2 separate regions of the Gasterosteus aculeatus genome follow, and region 2 is linked to region 1. The links are chromatin contacts, called in public Hi-C maps. All regions are on one chromosome and are shown on one strand. The core of a region is the stretch at or near the end of the contact, and the rest is flanking DNA. Distances in the headings are between cores, read along the strand shown. Region 1 holds the start of med12 (mediator complex subunit 12). Region 2 overlaps enox2 (ecto-NOX disulfide-thiol exchanger 2).

The links. Hi-C and Micro-C count contacts between places; a contact is called where the count stands out from the background.
Region 2: a contact with region 1 is called in a Hi-C map of tail fin, with 2.3 times the contacts expected there. The contact joins the enhancer-like site here to the promoter of med12 in region 1. A contact is called at or near these places in 2 of 6 Hi-C or Micro-C datasets (skeletal muscle and tail fin).

Annotation. Positions count from the first base shown.
Region 1 is chr4:7,522,856-7,526,096 of fGasAcu3.hap1.1, reverse strand. med12 (mediator complex subunit 12) reads left to right here and starts at 1,731. Exons shown (of 43, transcript XM_078100714.1): 1 at 1,731-1,957; 2 at 2,732-2,836; 3 at 2,948-3,139. The coding sequence starts at 1,856. LOC120817863 (ATP-binding cassette sub-family C member 5) reads left to right here. Exons shown (of 28, transcript XM_078100717.1): 28 at 1-622.
Region 2 is chr4:7,555,907-7,559,147 of fGasAcu3.hap1.1, reverse strand. enox2 (ecto-NOX disulfide-thiol exchanger 2) reads left to right here. Exons shown (of 16, transcript XM_078100718.1): 16 at 1,853-2,571. The coding sequence ends at 1,984. Among protein-coding and RNA genes, the nearest start is that of LOC120817863, 12 kb to the right of the region's middle. Within about 2 kb of position 1,562, at least 1 of the 9 cell types and tissues checked has open chromatin away from gene starts, as enhancers often do.

The DNA.
Region 1 (3,241 bases), core at 482-2,981:
AAAACATTCTACTAGTTTTTTACTAAATAATCAACTGCAAGGGAAACAAAGCAACAACTCTGATCAGACCACTTTAAGGTATATTTGAACACATGGAAAGACATGTGGTGCCTCCTTTTCCTCTGGAGATCAGCTGATCAGTTAGACTCCAGATTTGTGTTTGTTTTTTTCAATTGTTAAGACTTCACGGTGCAGGAATCCACTTGATTGACTAATCAATACAGAATATCTGTAAAAATTCACCATTAACCATTTTTATAAGAAAATGTTTCACCGCTTTAAAAAATGTTCTATGCATCGAGTTCAAGGTTACAATGCAGTCCTTTTAGTGAATTATTGCAGAAGCCAATGTGCCAAGAGTTGAAAACTTTCAGGTCCTATAATGGAGTTAGCCATGTAAGCGGGCTGTTTTACCCATGTCCGTTTTTTGTTTTGGAATGAGTAGAAGTTTCCTCTAAATCCAAATACTAGAGTATCAAGACAATCAAGCTTGTGTTAAAAAAAAAAAAGAGTGCAATATTTTTTCCTTTGCCTTTATGCACGTGAGATTGTAATCTTTTTGTAAATATTTGATATTTCTTCATATGGTTCTTGATTCTCAATAAACAATATATTTTATTTATGCTGATGTGCGGTTATCTTCCTTATTTTAAGTGTGAAATGTGAACTACTAATTGTAGAGGTTAGAGTCTGCCCAAGGTCTGTGAAAGGATATACACATGTGTAATACAGTATTATAATGTGTTTTCTGGCTCAGCGCACTTCTATTGGTGCACACATACCTGTTCTATTGGTCAGCTGTTAGCAAAAAACATAAATTCTGCAGGAACTGGAATTGGTGAAGCGGCACAGGAGTCAAAGGGGATATTTATTTATGACAAAACTTGGACAGCACAAAGATGTTTCTGCATGTGTGAGATGGATAAACAACCGGACTCCGTCACTACATACCCTGACCCTCAGCTGCTAACAAAACATCCTGACAACATCTTGTAAGAGGATTCAGCTCCTTGATACTACATATCACACCACATGACAATCTTATATACTCAGCTTGCAGGTATCTGTTTAGTACGTTTGAGAACGTAAGTATCTCCAGGGTGTTTCTGTATGCTTTCTATTTGCTCGGCTGTTGACTGTCTTTTGCTCCCCGTTTGTCCTAAAGTGTCCTAAAGTAGAGGTATACCAATATGTTTCTTTGTCTACATGGAAACTAATAAGCTGCTGGGCCCCAGGCTGCTGTAACACCTCTTAACGTGTGGTAATTATGCTCTGCTTAGGAAACTGAATCAGACTGAAATGCTGAAGTCCTAAAACTGAATGTTGACGCATACCTGTCAGGACAGAAAGGGGGTCTTATCTAGCAGGACCCATCTAAAGGCCTGTTTTTTTAATGCAATTGTGTTTTGTGAACAAATATGCAGACATTCAGTGCACTTTACAGCTATTACTCTACATGATGAAACCCATCAACCCAAAGACAAAGGTGTGATATTCTTGACCCAATGCAGGCTATATAGGCTGGTAGATTAAAATGCAATTATTCTGAAAAAAAATTCACAAAATCCTGTTGGCCCAACGTGTTCCCTCTCTTCATCATCAAGTCAAATTGGCACACTCGTATTACCAAAAAAACACGTGTTGATTGTGTACTCCATTGTTATAGTGTATGAATAAGAATTCTATATACATTTACAAAAATTCAAGAAGAAAGGTTTCATTCAGATGCACTGTGTGTTCTCCGTGACTTTTATTTTGAAGTTTGGGTACGAAGCCGTGCCGGAAGCGAGTGTCGTTGTTGTAGCTCCGCTCGGGCTGTTGGGGAGGAGGAAAGCCCTGGCTGTGATGCCTCTGGATGATGGCTGCTTTCGGGATCCTAAGTTACGAACACCGGCCGTTAAAGAGGCCCCGACTGGGCCCTCCGGACGTTTATCCCCAAGATCCAAAGCAGAAAGAGGTCAGGTTCTACGATGTGCAATCTCAAAGTCCACGAATGTGGTTTTGTGGGAGGAAATTTTCAGCCGTGAAACTGCCCGAGCTAACGGCAGCTAGCCCGTGTAGCCAGCCCTCTAGACGAGTTGGGCCTAGCAATAACAATGAACAGTACCTAGTTGTCAGTTGGTTAGCTTCCTCGCCAGCTCGCCCGGAGAGCTACCGGTTCGTTAGGTATCGCTTGGCTAAGCTAGCCCGTCGCCTGTCGGGTTCTAACCGGTCCGAGCCGACGCTAAACGGGCAACCGGTACGTTTCGCTTTGTGATGAAAACGACGTAACGCGTTTCGCCCTTTTCTTTTAAGATGGCAATTGTTCGTTTAGTTACGTGTGGTGATCCAACGCGTTTACGTCAACCAGCGTTCTACCTTCGCGTCGCGTTCGTTTCCCGATGTGCGACCTGTGCTGAGTTTTGTGAGCTCGGAGTTTGGCCTAACGTTAGCCAGGCAACGCGGCGGTGCTGCTGGCTCCCGATCTATTATTAACCTACGGATGTAATCTGTTGATGTACACGGGAAAGCGGACCGCTCTACCTGTGGGTCTCTGTTGCTGCAGGTATCCTACAATGACGTAGTAACACGATTATGGATATCTTACACAACGCAATTAAGCACATATGCAGATTTTCCTCAAACTACCGCTTATCTAATTACTATTTTTTCATATTTGAACACTGGTGAATGTTTATGAATATTTTTTTATTGATCATAATTCAACCTGAGAAATGTGTTTTTGTTTCAGGATGAGCTGACTGCTCTGAATGTGAAACAGGGATTCAATAACCAACCAGCTGTGTCTGGTGATGAACATGGCAGTGCCAAAAATGTCAACTTCAACCCCTCAAAGGTAACGACCCCCCCTCCGGCCCACTTAATAAGCTCAGGTCCTCGTTTCTCGCTGCGATGTATAGCGTGATCCATCCTGGCCCTCATACATGTCCAACTCCGTGCGTTGCAGATCAGCTCAAACTTCAGCAGCATCATCGCAGAGAAGCTGCGTTACAACACGTTTCCAGACACGGGGAAACGTAAGCCACAGGTCAACCAGAAGGATAATTTCTGGCTCGTCACAGCAAGGTCACAAAGCTCCATCAATAACTGGTTCACGGATTTAGCGGGGACTAAACCTCTGACACAGCTGGCTAAAAAGGTAGGACCCTGTCTTGAGTCTATCAAAGCCATCCTCCCCCAATGGATCTCTATTTGGGTTTTTGTGGCTGTAATGATGGCCGAAGGGTTCACCTACTATTGC
Region 2 (3,241 bases), core at 313-2,812, 33 kb before region 1:
TGCGCCGCCACTCACACGAGGATTTCAAAAGGCCAAATTTCAATGTAACCCCCCCGGAAGGTAACGCCAAGATTAACGGCCTGTTTTATTACCGTGCCAACGAGGACATCATCAGGAGAAACGGGCCGATGTCCTCTCTCCCTTTACAGTCGCAGTCTCCGGCCGCGCAGAAGACAAATTCAACTTCTGTGCAGAAACCGTCCAATTCCAAGCCACTTAAACTCCCTCAAGAATTTAATTTAATTGTCTCCTCGTCCACAGGGTTGCCCCAGGAAATGATTGTTCTCTGTAGCCAGTCTTTGAATGTCCTCATCAACAACCTTGACTCATTCTCACACTTGCAAAGAACAGAGTGGACCGTCTTCTCTCATGCCTTTTGGGTCATTTAATCCGTGCCTTCACGTGTGTGCGTGACAACGTACGCCCACTCCGATCCGTCATTGTCTCGTCTGTCATTCTCGCGTTGACTCTCCGCCACTGAGAGTTTTGTCAGTTTCACCGAACCGAGACTCTCCGGCACAGGAGGCCAATCCGCTCTGCTTATCTGCCGGCCCCACGCGCGGCTCCGTCGTCTAGTGATGTCACGCCAGCGCCGTCTCCGCGGTGGACATTGATGCGTCCTGACACCGGCATCGGACTCCGACAAGCCAGTTGTTGATGCGCGACACCGTGGGTCGGCAGCGGCAGCTCCTGCAGGGGATTTTGGTAAATGTCACCTCAGGATTACAGGTGACTGATGATCGTCGGCCCACCCGAGCGCTGTGAGCCTGATCTCCCTCAGTCAGGTGGCAGCGCCATCATTTTACACGAACCACGGTCCTCTTGGCTTGGAGTGGAGAGGAGGTGTTGTGCGTAAAAGAATAAAACGTGTGCGCAATGTTCAAAGTTAAGTCATCGGTTGAATTGGCAGAAATATTGGTGGGCATATTGATTACGGCAATAGACCCTGTGCTAGTTTAAATATGAAGGGGAGGTGCAAGGTGAACACATATTACAAACACACGTTAAAATAAACGTACATTCATTTCAATAGAATTGTGATGTAAAGATTATTTTAATGAACAATTTTATTTCATCATTAAAAAACATCCCATGCAAAAGAATACCATTAGTGATTCAGCATGTCTCAAATTTCATGAGTCAGCGTAAAGCAGCACGTGTAGGATTTAGAGACCTCCAGTGGTGGGGTTGCAGATTACAGCCCACTGAAAACATGATGGTGAGATAAAGGCTTTTACGGCTTTTAATTCCTGCAAAGTAAAAGTGCGTAAAGCTCTTTGTAGATCCAGCGTTGGGTTTGTCCTTTCCGGGCTACTGTAGAAACCCGACGGACTCTGAATATATGAACGTCTCATTTCAAAGCTAACAAAACAATTCTTACGTTTTATATTTCATTTTTACCAATCAATCTCCTTAAATCCTACACAATGTTCTTTTAAAATGCAAAACTTTTCTAAAGTTGGAATCCCTCCCGTTGGCTCGTCTGGACGACAGAACCTGTGCACAGGAAACGGCTCGAGGCGTGACGGGTTGGAGTTCTATGCTGCTGCTTTGTGTGAAGCCGTTGCAGCCCGTCAACGTAGGGATTTTGTTCTGAGCCGTTTGTTGGCACACTTCCTGTGAGCAATCAAAACAAAGTTTCATCAAAAGTCTGCCAAAATACCGTGGTCCATTCCGTCACAGTTTTTAATTAAATGAGACACGGCTTCGGCAGCCAAGTCACTGTTGTTGTTCTGTAGACCTGTCGGTACTTTTCAAAGATCTGATTCGCATTCATTCATTCATGCAAGTTGAAATGGCAACATGAAGATGGATCGTCTAATTCTTGTCTAATCTTTGTGTATTTCTGCAGATCAACACCGGCGAGGTGGAGGCTCTTCTCTCCCGGCTGCCTTGCACCTTCAGACAGGAGCTGACCGGCGTCGGCGCCAGTCTGGAGAAACGCTGGAACTTCTGCGGCTTCCAGGGCATCAAGAGCACGTAGACTGTTGCCGCGAGACAAGACAGCGGGGGGGGGACACTGTAAAGATGCAAAAGACGCAGTATAAAGCCCACAAATATCAAAGACAGACTGTACAAGGACACCGAAGACTGAGCACACAGCTCAGACGAGGAGCATTTCAGGGACTCTGTGGGTGGCGGAGATGTAAAAAAAAAAAAAAAAAAGACATTTCCACGGTCACGTGAATGTCGGCGGCAAACACTCTCTATCACGTCTAAATGTTGTTAGACCTGACGACTCTCCAGAAGACCGCCGGCCCCTACAGTCACTGGATTATTATGTAGTAGTCGTGCTTTCTGAGCCTAATCCGTGGCTCCGTACGGCGTCAGTGAGCAGCCGGGGCCGCGCGGCCGAGGAGGCCGACGGGGTCCACGGGAACACTTGAAACCTCCGAGCTCTTTGGCCTCCAGCGCTCCGGTTTTTGCCGATCCTGGTTTGTAAAATAGATTTAAAAAATGGATATATTTCTTCATTTTCTGTAAAGGCCGTTGCATAGAATTATTTGTTGTTATACACTGTAAATGCTTGGATGATATTTTGATTATAAAAAGACAGTTGAGTATATAAAAGTTTCAAGTAATATATTTTTTTTATCCGATGCTCAAATATTCAGGTTGTAAAATAAGTGTGTGTGTGTGTGTGTGTGTGTGTGTGTGTGTGTGTGTGCGCGCACCCATTCTTGTTTGAAGGGCATTGTTTTGTTTCTACCTTTTTCTCCTCTTGGGGCTTCTGCACTGAGGCTGATTTTTGAAACCTTACATGAAGCCATTTGTGTCCTTTCTAAAGAAAAATGAAGCCGGGGGCTGACTGCACAGCGGCGTCTCACTTTACTGGGAAACACACCAGAGGGGGGTTATGTAATGATGTTTAATTGGTGTGATGCAGTTTTTGTGTTGTACAATTTGCACACAAAATGTGTGTGTGTGTGTTCGCGCGGGCTACTTTCCAGGATCCATATATCGAACGGTTACACAACACTACGGAAGGAACTTTTTGTCTCCATCCAAACCCGATTCATAAATCCCAGTCAGGCCTTCTCGATGACCCCGCCACCCCCCCGACTCCGAGCAACAGAGCTTTATTATCCCACGTGATCCGCGCTCGCTGAGCCTATTTATCTCCTGCAGGCTTTCTTTTTTAAGTCTGTGCCCGTGCGCTTGTCAGGTACTCCTCCTCGTACCCGAATTAATAATGGAGAACGGGAATGTTTTTCCTACAAGCTTCCACTAGTCGTCGTCC